Regions from separate parts of the Sus scrofa genome. Here region 2 is linked to region 1. A link is a contact called in public promoter capture Hi-C data. All regions are on one chromosome and are shown on one strand. The core of a region is the stretch at or near the end of the contact, and the rest is flanking DNA. Distances in the headings are between cores, read along the strand shown.

Region 1 (6,482 bases), core at 1,319-3,818:
TGCTTTTAAGACGTAGATGTAAGACATGAAATTATAAACTACAAACTACGTTCTCTAGAAGAGAACATAGGCGAAAGACTCTGACACAAATCATAGCGATATTTTTTTGTATAAGGCAAAAGAAATAAAAGCAAAAATATATAAATGGGACCTAATTATAAACTTAAAAATTTTTGCACAGTAAACGAAACCACTGACTAAACAAAGACAGCCTACAGAATGGGAGGAAATATTTGCAAATTATATGGCCAATAAGGGGTTAATATCCAAAATATATAAACAGTTCATACAATTCATATACAAAATGATAAATATGAGGCAGAAGACCCGAATAAACATTTTGCCAAAAAGAGATATAGATGACTAACAGGCACATGAAAAGATGCTCAATAACTAATAACTGCTAGAGAAATACAAATCAAAACCACAATGACATATCACCTCACACATGTCAGAAAGGCTATCATCAGAAGTCTACAAATAACTAATATTGGAGAGAATGTGAAGAAAAGGCAATCCTAGCACACTGTTGGTGGGAATGTAAATTTGTGTAGCCACTGTTGGAAACAGTACAGAGATTCCTCAAAAAACTAAAAGTTGAACTACCATATGATCCAGCACCTCCATGTCAACATTCATATCTGGAAAAAAACAAAAACAATTTGAAAAGATACATGCACTCCTATGTTCACAGCAGCACTAATCACAACAGTCAAGACCTGAGGCAACCCAAGTGCTTATCTAGATTTGATTGGATTAAGAGGATTTGGTGTACACACAAAATGAAACACTGCCACTTGCAGCAATAGGGATGGACCCAGAGAATATTATTCTTAGTGAAATGAGTCGGGCAGAAAAAGACAGATACTATAAGATATGACTTATATGTGGAATCCAAAAAATAATACAAATAAATGTGTGTGAAAAACAGAAACCGACTCACTGATATCGAAAACAAACTTATGGTTACCAAAGGGAAGAAAGGAAGGGGGAGGGCCAAATTAAAGGTATGGGATGAATAGATACAAACTCTACAAAAAATAGGTAAGCAGCAAGGATATGGTGTATAGTGCAGGGAATTATACCCATTATTTTGTAATAACCTATAAAGGAGTATAATCTGCAAAAATACTGAGTCACTATGCTATGCAATTGAAGTTAACGCAATACTGTAAATCAGCTATACTGCAATAAAAAGAAGATGCAATAAACTAGGATAAACTATCAAACACTTCAACTTCAAACTTATCAAATCCTCCATCTATAAGAAATCCAAGCTAATACGACATTTATTGGTGAAAGACTGAATACTATTCCCCTCAGATCAGAAACAGGGAACAAGTTAGGCAGTGCAAAAAGGCAAGAAAAGGAAATAAAATGTATCCAAATCCTAAAGGGATAAGTAAAAATATCTTTATTCACAGAGGACATGATCTTATATCTAGAAAATCCTAAGGGATCTTAAGAAAACTATTAGAACTAATAAGCAAGTTCAGTAATTTTTAGGACACAAAGATCAGTATACAAAATTTTTACAATTTCTTTTTCTTTCTTTCTTTCTTTCTTTCTTTCTTTCTTTCTTTCTTTCTTTCTTTCTTTCTTTCTTTCTTTCTTCTTTCTTTCTTTCCTTCTGTCTGTCTCCCTCTCTCTCTCTCTCTTTCTTTCTTTTGCTTTTTAGGGGCACGCCTGCACCATATGGAGGTTCCCAGGCTAGGGGTCAAATCAGAGCTATAGGTGGCAGCTTATGCCACAGCCACAGCAAGGATCCAAACCACGTCTGAGACCTACACCACAGCTCACGGCAATGCCAGACCCTTAACCCACTGAGCTAGGCCAGGGGTCAAACCAGCAACCTCCTGGTTCCTAGTCAGATTTGTTTCCAATGCACCACGATGGGAATTCCAAAATGTTTATGATTTTCAACCTCTAGTTGCTCACCCCAAATAAGTTTACCTTTACATGAATATATATGCAGGGAAGAATCCAGAGGAAAGGGGAATTCAGCATCTGTTAATTACAGCAGACTTAAGCATATATTTTTTCAGTCCATACATTCAAATAACAGCATCACTGACCACTTGATATGTGCCATTTCACAATTGGGAAAACTGAGGTAGAGATTTGTTACATAACTTGGTCTGAGACACATATCTAGAAATTAGCAAAGCCAGAATTAAATATTATCTTTCCTCAGAAAATAGCAGAATGAGTTCCTTTGAAGCAGGGAGCTGGCCTGAGAGTTACAACAGTAGTCTTTCCTCTGGCTCTTCCATCAGCAAGCAGTGACTTGGACAAAAAATTTACTTTCTCTAAATCTCTGTCTCCTCATCTGTAAAACGGGAGAGTTGGGCTAAGCGATAGCTCAGCCTCCTACCACCTCTAATTCTCTCACACTGGATTTAATCTATGCCTGATTTCTGAATTACAAACTCCCTTTCCCAACCACAGAGGAAAGGAGAGGACAGCCATTTACTTGTCATAACAAGAAATAGGAGAAACAGAAACAGGACCACACGTCACTTGCACAAGTTGCTGCCTCAGCCAGTGATGGGTTTAGGTGAAAAGCATGGTTATAATTAGAGCAGCAGCCTGTCCAGAGGGCTACACCAGCCACTGCGAGCACAGCTGGATCTGCCAACCACATGCACAGGAGTTTGAGAGGCTGCTCTGGCCTTGAAAACAGATCCTTCTTTAAAGGATTTTCATTCTTCCTCAAGGGAATGAAAACCCATTGATATAAAACCCCACTTGCCTTCCGGCTTCCCCTGCTAACTGCCCCTTCAGCAGACAGTGTTGATAAATACAGGGGAAAGGAAAAAATCGTAAGCTGAGCCTGGTCACATTGCCCCTTGTGATATAGTTTTATTTTTAACTTTGAAACACTTGAACTATTTCTGTTGAAGTTGTTTCTCCTTTCCCTACCTCCTCTGCTGCAGCTGATGCACAGCCAGCCATCTTCGGCAATCTACTTGCTCACAACCGAGGGACGCAGGTGCTGCAGATGCTGACTCAGTCCGGGCCATTAAGGTAAGCTTTTCAAATGTGAGCAGGTCTGGGAAGGGGACATTCAGAGTGGTGAACATGGAGACAGAGACGGAGCTGCACATCACTGTTTTGCCCTGAGCCAGAAGGTTGTTAGGCAAATTAGTTATGATGGGGGAGAAAAGGTTGGCGCTGAGAATGAGACCTAGCCATGTGTAAACTCCTGCTTTGAATCTAAAATCTTAGAGCAGGAAGAGATGACCTGCTTTCTAACAGCCACGGTTCTTTTTCTACAATTAAATGTAACATTATGTGGTATCTCTAAAGTTATATAGTAGTGATTGGGTGGAGGGGGCGGTTAGGGTGATGGGGAAGAAATAGGTGGGAGGCCCAGAACCCAGGATTTCTATTTTCTAAAGTCCAAACGTTGTGATCTTTCCCCCTTTGGCATTTGCTATGTTAACTGCAAGTCATTCTCCTGTACTTTAAATTCCAAACCCTATGTCAGCTACCGGTTGCATGTAACACAATTGTGTTTACTCTATATACTACATAAACTCCGCCTACAGAGTTTAAAGCCTGTTTTTCTCTAACAATATTCCCTACACAAGGTTCTTTCCTCCCCAGCTCTCTTGATCCAAAATGCACCCATGAAATAAAAGTGAAAGTATTTTACAAGTTGAAAAACTTCTACAGACATGCAAACCAAAAATTATTACAAACTTGAAACTTGCTCATCCAGAGGGACAGTGGTAAAATGATTAATGATACCTGAAGTATCAAACACTTTCAAGTGTAGATTGATTATTTCTGGCTTTGGTCATAACTGCACGGTGCTGCATGTACAAATTAGGCAAGGATAAGGGAGCAGTGTTTATTTTCCTGTTTTCCCCTGGACCTCACTTTAGGGTTATATAGTTAAAAGTTCAGCTAAGGACATCCTGGGAAATGGCCTGTGCCGCAGAAGGGATTCTGCACACTCTGACCTTTGCAGTGTACAGCTAAAGGCACCAATGCCAAATAAAAGGAAACCGACCCAGATGCCCTAACTCCTGGTTCCTTCCTGCCTGCCTCTGTAACTGCCAGACGCATCCCATAACTCTGTCAAAGTTGTCTAGGTTATAATTATGCTTGTTGGCCAGGCATAATTAAATACACTGTGTATAACTGCCTAACTTCATTTAATTTTGTGAGGGTTTTCACGGCACGAAGGTCTTCAAGGTGTGTTTTGGATACTGTCCTAGCAAGACGGGGGGCATGTTGGCTTAGCTGCAACCAAGCAGACAGGCTGACTCAGAGTTACCCCTAAACAATGTGGCTAGTTTGTACTTTCTTGGCCTGTATAAAACTGTAATTTGAAATACTAATAATATAAGCAACAGATATGAGAATTAACCAGCTAATTAAATAACTAGAAAGATTAAAAATTCTCTAGCATAGGTAGAGAACTGCAGATGGTGAGGTTGAATTGATTTGGGAGAGGGTAGTTTTTAGGGTGTAGTGAAACGGCTAAAATCATAGTCCCAAAGCCCAGGATTATGGGACCAGATGTGGGAATTATCCTCAACCAACTAGTTGTGTTAAAATCTCAAGAGGCAAAGGGATTACTTTAATATTTAACTTTATATATTTTCTTTCCCTAGAATTAAATATGTCTATAGCAGGAAAACAGAGTAACAGTGTATAATTAAAGTAACAGGTTAATTGGCTGGTTAATAGGTTAACAGTTAAAGAATCTCTGTCCTTCAACTTTTGACCTTGTCACTTCCACTAAAGTTAAAGCTCAGGAATAAAATAATTATTGCTAGGGCTTAGCCGCATGAGGAGGCAAAATAGTTCGTCACTGACATCATGTGAGGGATGCTGGGAGGGCCCTTTGCCTAAAAATATCTTCCTAACACCAGCCCGATTGCCTACTAACTTTAAAATTGTAGCAAAGAATGTTAAAACTATTATCTGTTAATCCCATTCTCTTTTGCGTGAGTCAGTGATTTAAATATACCTGCTCTATGCCCTCTCATGACTTTGTTGGCCAGCAACACTTGGTCACCACCTCTTCCTCATTCTTCCAGGCTCTGTCCTACTTTGCCCTTGGTACTATCTACGTGACAACATGCCCTTGGCTATTGTCACTCAGGTAGCTGTGTGTGACTCTGGTTTCTACAGAATGTCTCAATAAACTATCAAGGTGAAGTAGAAAAAGAAAAGCAGGTGATTAGAGTCCGAGACTCGGGGAGCATGTGTAGGACCCAGTACTTCTCTGGGCCTCAGGTTCTCTGGAAGAAAATGAAGAGGTTTAATGAGAGCCTTTCCTTTGTCCTACCAGATCAGAATCTGCATTTTATTTATTTATTTGTAATTTTGCTTTTTAGGGCCGCACCCACAGCATATGGAGGTTCCCAGGCTAGGGGTCAAATCGGAGCTGTAGACACCAGCCTACACCACAGCCACAGCAACGTGGGATCCGAGCCAAGTCTGCAACCTACACCACAGCTCATGGCAACAGAGAATCCTTAACCCAATGACTGAGGCCAGGGATCAAACCTGCAACCTCATGGTTCCTAGTCAGATTTATTTCTGCTGCACCACAATGGGAACTCCAGAATCTGCATTTTAAAAAGATTGCCCAGGAGTTCCCTGGTGGCCTAGAGGTTAAGGATTCAATCCCTGGCCTGGGAATTTCCAAATGCCACAGGCGTGGCAAAAGAAGAAAAAGAAAAAAAATGCCCAGTTGATTCCTAGGCACACTGAAGTTTGAGAAGCTCCAGAGCAGAGGATTTCTGGTTATCTGCCTGATCCAGATTTCTAATTATGACTGCACGGGTTTAGAACAAACACTGTAACCTCCAGAAAACAATTCTGGCAGAATTCAGAGTATCTGCTGTAACTGGAGCCCCCTGAAAATATTCCCAGTTAGATCAAGATGAATGAGCAAAGTTATCTCTTCTTTGGTTTTTTTAGTCCTTTGCAGAAATCCGCCACTTTTATGAAAACATTTCATAAATCAGAACATAGCTTTTTAGGCCTAAATTAGAATTTGAATAATTGATTGACTAATGCTGGCAAAGCTGTTTTCTTTACTACATAATTAAGATATTTATGCCTAAAAATAAAAAATTAAAAAATAATGAAACAGGTATTGTTTCCTCAAAAAAAAAAAAAAAAAAAAAAAAGAAAAAAACCAAAACCAAAAACTGGAGACCCCTGAGTCTTTTCCATTCAATTAACATTACATTGAGCTAAACAAAATAAAACAAAAACAAATTAGCATATATCTGATATCATTACATTTTCCTCCCAGATCTTTTTTTGGGGGGGGTGGCCACACCCGCATATGGAGGTTCCCAGGCTAGGGGTTGAGTCAGAGACGTAGCCACCTGTCTATGCCATAGCCACAGCAGTGCCAGATCCCAGCCGGCTCTGCAAACTTCACCCCAGCTCATGGCAGCGCCAGATCCCTAACCCACGGAGCAAGGCCAGGGATCAAACCTGCATCCTCA
Region 2 (6,482 bases), core at 1,266-3,765, 700 kb before region 1:
GCCTTTATTCAAAAGCAAACTTTGAAGTTTAAACACAAAGGCAGATAAAGTGTAAAAAGTATATTCAAATCTGTCACATAGCAAATCACTGTTAAAAGAGAACTGATAAAAAGGTAATAACTGATTTTACACATATAGCCTAACATCAGTGAATGTGTGACAAGATCAGTCACTTTCCCAGTGGGCACTGCTGTGTCTTCTCTTTTACAACTAAACTATAATAATTTAAAGAAACCTACTAATTGCCTGATCATTTTCCCCATTTAATGCAGCAGCCAATTTAACCCTGTTGCATAACGCACTGATTCCACAGTTATAGCCCCAGCATCTAATTCAGTACCTGTTATGCTGAAGGTTTTAAAAATTTTTTTTGGGGGGGGGAGAATAAATCAACTAGTTTGAACAAAATGTAATGTGAAGAGATTGTTAGATGCAAAAGAAAAGGAATCATAAATGCGAGAGAGCACTCACTTTACATATGATCAAAAACTGTTAACTCTGGATTCCAGTTCTAAATCTTACTTGGTGATACTCTTTCAAAGTCCATTTAGACTAGCACTGCTTTCTTTATCTGTAAAACTGAGTGCTTTTATTAACTTCAACACCACTTCAAGCAAAAGAACTAAAGCTGACATAAATTAGATTATGTTCATAGAATTTCAAAGTGCAACTTTCTGAAGGGAGTATTAAATGCTCAGTAAAATATTTTGTAATTCAACTAATCTTCAGGCAATGTAAAAATGTTCTCAACCATCTCCTCTCCCCAACAACTTTATTGTTTGGTCGGGCTGTTTTTCAGGCTCTTTGGGGTCCTTAACACACCAAGCGAGGCCAGGGATGGAACCTGCAACCTCGATTCCTAGTCAGATTCTTTCCACTGCTCCATGAGGGGAACTCCTGTTCTCTTTAATCTTAATTGAAAACCTCTTATGTGCTGGGTTGTAAGAAATAGAAAAATTAAGATGAGGGTCATACTCATCTTAATGCTAAGCCCAGTTTACTCCTAGTGTTAAAATTATTTTGACACCTTGGACACTTGACAACTGGAACTGAAGTTTTCATTTCCCCCTTTCCACTTCACTCTCATTCTGTTTCTCATTATCTCCATTCCTAAGCTCTTTAAAAACTTGGAATAAATGGTAACTTTGCATTTCATAGATATGCTTTTCTGGAGTTGACTTTTGGATATTTGCTCTGATAGACATTGTGTCAGATGTTTGGAGCCATGAGCTGTGGTGTAGATCGCAGACCTGGCTGGGATTTGGCGTGGCTGTGGTGTGAGCCGGCAGCTGTAGCTCCGATCGATTGGACCCCTAGCCCGGGGAACCTCCATATACTCTGGGTGTGGCCCTAAAAAGCAAAAAAAAAAAAAAAAAAAAGAAGAAAAGATTAAAGAGAATAAAGAAAACAAGAAGCCCAGTTGAGCGTAAAAGATTACTACTACCTGCTATTTCACTAAATAATATAGGTTAGTGTTTTAAGCACACAGGCTCTCGGTTCAAACCAGTTCTGTCATTTACAGCCCTCCGCCTCTCTTTTCTCATCTGTAAAATGGGATAACGGGCCTGATCTCAGGATTGAGTCAATATATGCAAAGCACCTGGTACAGTTTCCTAAGCGCACGTTTGATTTCCTTAATTAACAAAATCTCTTAAAGGAAAGGTCCTAACTTTGTCTCAGCACGGCGTCTAATACCACACTCAGTATCCGCATATGTTTTAAAACAAAGGATCACTAAGCTGCGGTCATCTGGTAGACAGATGTAAAAACCTAAAAAAAACAGAGAAAGGCCCGGGCTCCGCGCCCCCAACACTTGCGAAGCCGCGGCTCGCTTAAACAGAGCAAAGTCCTCTGGGAAGTGTAGTCTTTGGGCCTTGAGAGGGATGTCAGCCCCCCGCCAGAGTCAGTTCATCCGCAGATGGGTGGAGAGGGAGTGAAAGGGGAGGATTTTCATATAACTCAAAAGTGTCGGGAGCCCCAAAGGTGGGTTAAGCGGCTCACCTGAGTCTCCCAACACCAGTACTTTCACCCGATCCAGGGACGCCATCTTGCCAGCTCCTTCCTGAGGTTAACGCCTATTCCGGGATTGAAGACCAATCAGAGCTGGGTATGGAGGGCCGAGTCTTCAATGCCATTGGCCAATCGGAATGTGACTGATTTGATTGAAGGCCTCACCGTGCTGATTGGCCTGCCTGGTTAAAAGTAGCGGGTGGTTTCTAAAACTGGTCGCAGGAATATGGCGTTTTCTTTGTCGCATAAGTGGCGTGGCTCGTTTAAGCCGGTAGTTGAGGCGCAGAGGGAAGCTGTAGTGGGAGTGTACGAGGATTCGCTTTGGTAAACCTTGTTCCCTGTTCCTTGTCCTCGGTTCCCTGGTTCGACGTCGCCTTTCAGGGTGTCTTCGTTGCTTTTTCCTTAGCTGTCCTCCTCCCCCTTACTCTTTTGAGTCGGTTCTCTGCTTGGTCCTCCAAAGAACCATTGACCCCGGAGCGGCCCATGTGCGACCTCGGGTAGGACTGGCTTGGCTGCGTCAAGTGTGGCCTCTGGACTCAGCTGGCAGAGTCCGAGGGAATTTAGGGCGTCGTGGTTGTCACAGTGGGGCGGAAACGAACATTTGGGAACGGGGCTGGTCCAGAGGTTTCGCGGTGATAATGCCACTTTATGTATGAAGCCGTGGAGACTATCGTGAAGTGTGGCTAACTGAGAAAAACCAGGTGGATGTATAGAATCCACGTTATTCCAGATTTGGAATAGTAATATATCGAAATCTAACAGAACTCCCCACGTCCACTTCTTCTTTCCCTTCATTTTGCAGTTTGCAGTCAGCAGAATCCTTTAAAATCGCTAATTTGGTGCTGTCACCTCCTGCTTAAAACCATTTGAAGTTTAAGAAGAGGGTTTTCAATACCCTACCTTTCTTTACTCTGGAAGCTGCAGTGGGGAAAGTGAATGGGGGGAGGTGAGGGCTAACAGGGTGGGCATGTTTGAAGAACACGTGCTGAGGAGACCTATTGAAAGTTTTATGGAAATACTTGACCAGCTGTTATCCATACTGGAAAATCAGTGGTGAACAAGATTAAGACCCTTGTCTCCGATGTAGACATTGAGAAAGTATAACTATTCACTGCCACCAAGAAGGGGAAAGAGCTATGGGAGCATGTGAAAGGGGGATGATTCTAAACTGCTAGGGAGAATCTGAGAAGGTGTCTCTGAGGAAATGTCATTTGAGATGTGAAAAATGATTAGGAGAAGGGACTTCGGCCTTTGTTGTGGGGGCGTGTGTAAAGGCTTGGAAGCAGAGAGCATGTGTGGCTCCTGGAATTGAGAGAATGCCATTGTGGCTGCAGATGAGGCTGAGGAGCCTAGACCCAGTACAGAGAGTGCATTCACTTTCAACTTTGTTCTTACAACTCTGCCTGGTGTTTGTGTGATTAGAATACATATGGTTTAAAAACAAAAGCAACTTGCTTTCAGGGGTCTGGGTTAGGTAGGGTAGGGTTGTAGGTGAGACTGATAGGTGACTGATGGACTGATAAGACTAAAAAGAAGAAACCAGACATGGCCCCCAAAGGTCACACACTCAAAAGTCTCCAGAGGCCAGCCAAGCTCCTTCCCTTTTTTAAAGTATCAATTGCTCTTCAGCTGAGTGTTTCCATGTGGGAATATGATCTCACTTTTTCCCTCAGATATTTCCACTTTTGAGAAGTAGCTGAAAATTAAAATTTATGTGATATCTCATGATTTTTATTTCATTAAAAAAAAAATGGGGGGTTTCCTATGGTGGCTCAGCAGAAAATGAACTCTACTGGTATCCATGAGGATGCAGGATCCGACTTTTGTTTTTTGTTTTTTTCCTTTTTTGGGGCCACACCTGCGGCTAGTGGACGTTCCCAGGCTGGGGGTGGAATCAGAGCTGCAGCTGCTGGCCTAACCACAGCAATGCCAGATTCATGCCTCGTCTGCCCCCTGTATTGCAGCTTGTGGGTCCTTAACCCCCTGAGCGAGTCCAGGGATCAAACCTGCATGGATATCCTCATGGACATTACTCAGGTTCTTAACTCACTGAAGCACAACAGTAGCTCCAAATCTCATGATTTTTAAATGTTGACCACTAATTCAGAAAATTTTCAAAACATTTTGAAATCAAAATTAGTCAAATCATGTGGCAGAAGCTGCCAATTTGAGACCTCTGACCTAAGTATTATAAAATCCAGAGATTGAAGAGATTTAGCATCAGTGGGGAAGTAGAGGCAGTGAAGGAGAGAACACAGTGGTCAGAAAAGAGGATTTTTAGAATATAGCGATTTTGAACAAGATGGCACATACATTTCTTTGCTGAGCTCCAGATTCATTTGTTCAGCTACCTGTGGGACATCTTCACAGTAACATTCTGTAGTATTTCTTCAAACACAAGCAACTGGAACTGAATGCCTCATTTCTTCCACCTGTTCCTCTTCAGGTGTTAGCCTGTTTCTCAGTATATTTGTCTCTTCCCAGTCATACTGGCTTAAAACAAATAGCTATATGTTATTAATGGGTGTAAGGTTTCAGTTTTACAAAACGAAGAGCTGTGGAAGTGGTTGATGGTGATAGCTGGATAACATTATGAATGTGTTTAATACCACTGAGCTGTATACTTAAAAATATATAATTGGTAAATTTTATGCTGTGCATATTTTATCATAGTAAAAAAATTGGGGAAAAAAACCCCAAATATTTAAAAATTTCCTACTGTGTATCTTCCATTTGCAATATATTATGGGATCCTTTTGATTTTGTCTCTGTAAGTTTCATTCATCCTGTCCTCTTATATTTTTGCCTTTTGTAGTTTAGGTTTGATTACTATAATTCTTAATACTTCCACAGGGCTTCCATCTTCATTTATTTCAGCCCATTTCTCAAAGTGTTTTAAGAATTACTTATCTAAGTAGGGAGTTGTTACGAAGGCCAACACTTAATGGAACTCTTATGATGCCAGCCTTGAAAGCAGAACACTGCACATGATATTATCTCATTTACTCCATGTATCAACTCTATAAAGAAGACATTGTTAATCACTTTTTATATATGATGAAACAGACCAAGAATTTTCCAGGGTCAGAGGCTCAGAAATAGTAGAACTGAGATTCAAAACTCAAAACAATGGGACTCCAGAGTCCTCATGTCACTCCCTTGCTCATATCTTTAGCACTTTAGCTAAGCTGTTTTAGGCAAAGGTACCAGGCTGAATGACAAGTGAACAGGGCCTTCCCCATGCAGGATGTGCTTTGGTGGGATGAGTAAGAGCCACATACCCAGTTTATTGGTAACAGTGGTCAGGGACTTACTCTGTATATTAGGGTCACCAAAAGAGCTTAAAAAATTAGTATGATGCCTAATCTTACTCTCTTAGACCAGCTGAAACAGAATCTCTCAAAACAAGGCCCAGGGTAGGTGTCTTGAGGTGCTGGAGCCTTTCTGTCATCCCAGCAGATCATTCTGCTTTATAGCCCAGGGTTTAGAACTTTTGACCTGGAAAATGGAGTATATGGAATGGAAGGTCAGAGAAGAGAGATGTAATAGAGGGAGATAATAATGGAAAAGTAGGTTATTTTGGTGTTGGTTTGCCATCCTTTGGTCTGTTTCTGAAGCCATATATTGTGTTCTGCCAAATGTTGAGCATGTAACAAAACAAAAATCCCCAAACTAGGTTCAAATACAACATATAGACCAAATTGGAAAGGAGAACAAAATGCATCTGGTACTTTGGTGTTAAACCCAGATGCTCGCTTGGCATCCTTAAACCTTGGGATGACAGAAAGGCTCCAGGACCACAAGTTTGGATCTAAGTGCTGCTTTGTTGTCTCATATATAGTCGTGCTTGAGTATTTGCAATCTGAAATATATAATTTGTTATAACTGACTTTTATTTTTTCCTTTATTACAGGTAGTATGTTATATCCCCCCTCCAAGTATGTGTATGCATTGATTATTTAGGCATATCTTTTTAGTATAGTACTTTGGGTATAAAAATATTTCTTATAAAAATTATTAAATCTGATAAGGTGGATAACCATTGTTTTAAATAAAAGATTCAATAGACACTAGTATTAATAACAGAATATGATTCTCTATTGAAATTTTTCAATGGGATGTCTTTTATAAATTTCCTTATGGTACAGGGAAGTTTCATTTGATATAGTCTATATGGATAGCCTGGCCTTGATTAGTTTGGAGCATATTAAATTGATATGGATTAATAAGTGCTTCCCTAAGCTCATTACATTTTCATTATTCATCACAAAAACCTCATTAAGGTAATTGATATTATCCTTATTTCTCAGAGAGTGAAGTGGGGCTTGAAGTTTAAGAGATTTGTTTAGGATCACACAGCCACTAACCAAGGCTGTCTTGGAGTTCCCATCGTGGCGCAGTGGAAAATGAATCTGACTAGGAACCATGAGGTTGTGGGTTTGATCCCTGGCCTCACCCAGTCAGTTGAGGAT

What was found. Promoter capture Hi-C pulls out the DNA fragments that hold promoters and counts their contacts.
Region 2: a promoter capture Hi-C map of fetal skeletal muscle shows a contact between it and region 1, with 3 times the contacts expected there. The contact joins the promoter of RABL3 here to the promoter of FBXO40 in region 1. A contact is called at or near these places in 1 of 5 promoter capture datasets (fetal skeletal muscle) and 1 of 47 Hi-C or Micro-C datasets (heart right ventricle).

The regions. Positions count from the first base shown.
Region 1 is chr13:138,901,496-138,907,977 of Sscrofa11.1, reverse strand. It overlaps FBXO40 (F-box only protein 40), which reads left to right and starts at 2,568. Exons shown (of 4, transcript XM_021070277.1): 1 at 2,568-3,027.
Region 2 is chr13:139,605,197-139,611,678 of Sscrofa11.1, reverse strand. RABL3 (rab-like protein 3) reads right to left here and starts at 2,515. Exons shown (of 8, transcript XM_021070305.1): 1 at 2,002-2,515. The coding sequence starts at 2,047. It overlaps GTF2E1 (general transcription factor IIE subunit 1), which reads left to right and starts at 2,196. Exons shown (of 5, transcript XM_021070303.1): 1 at 2,196-2,334.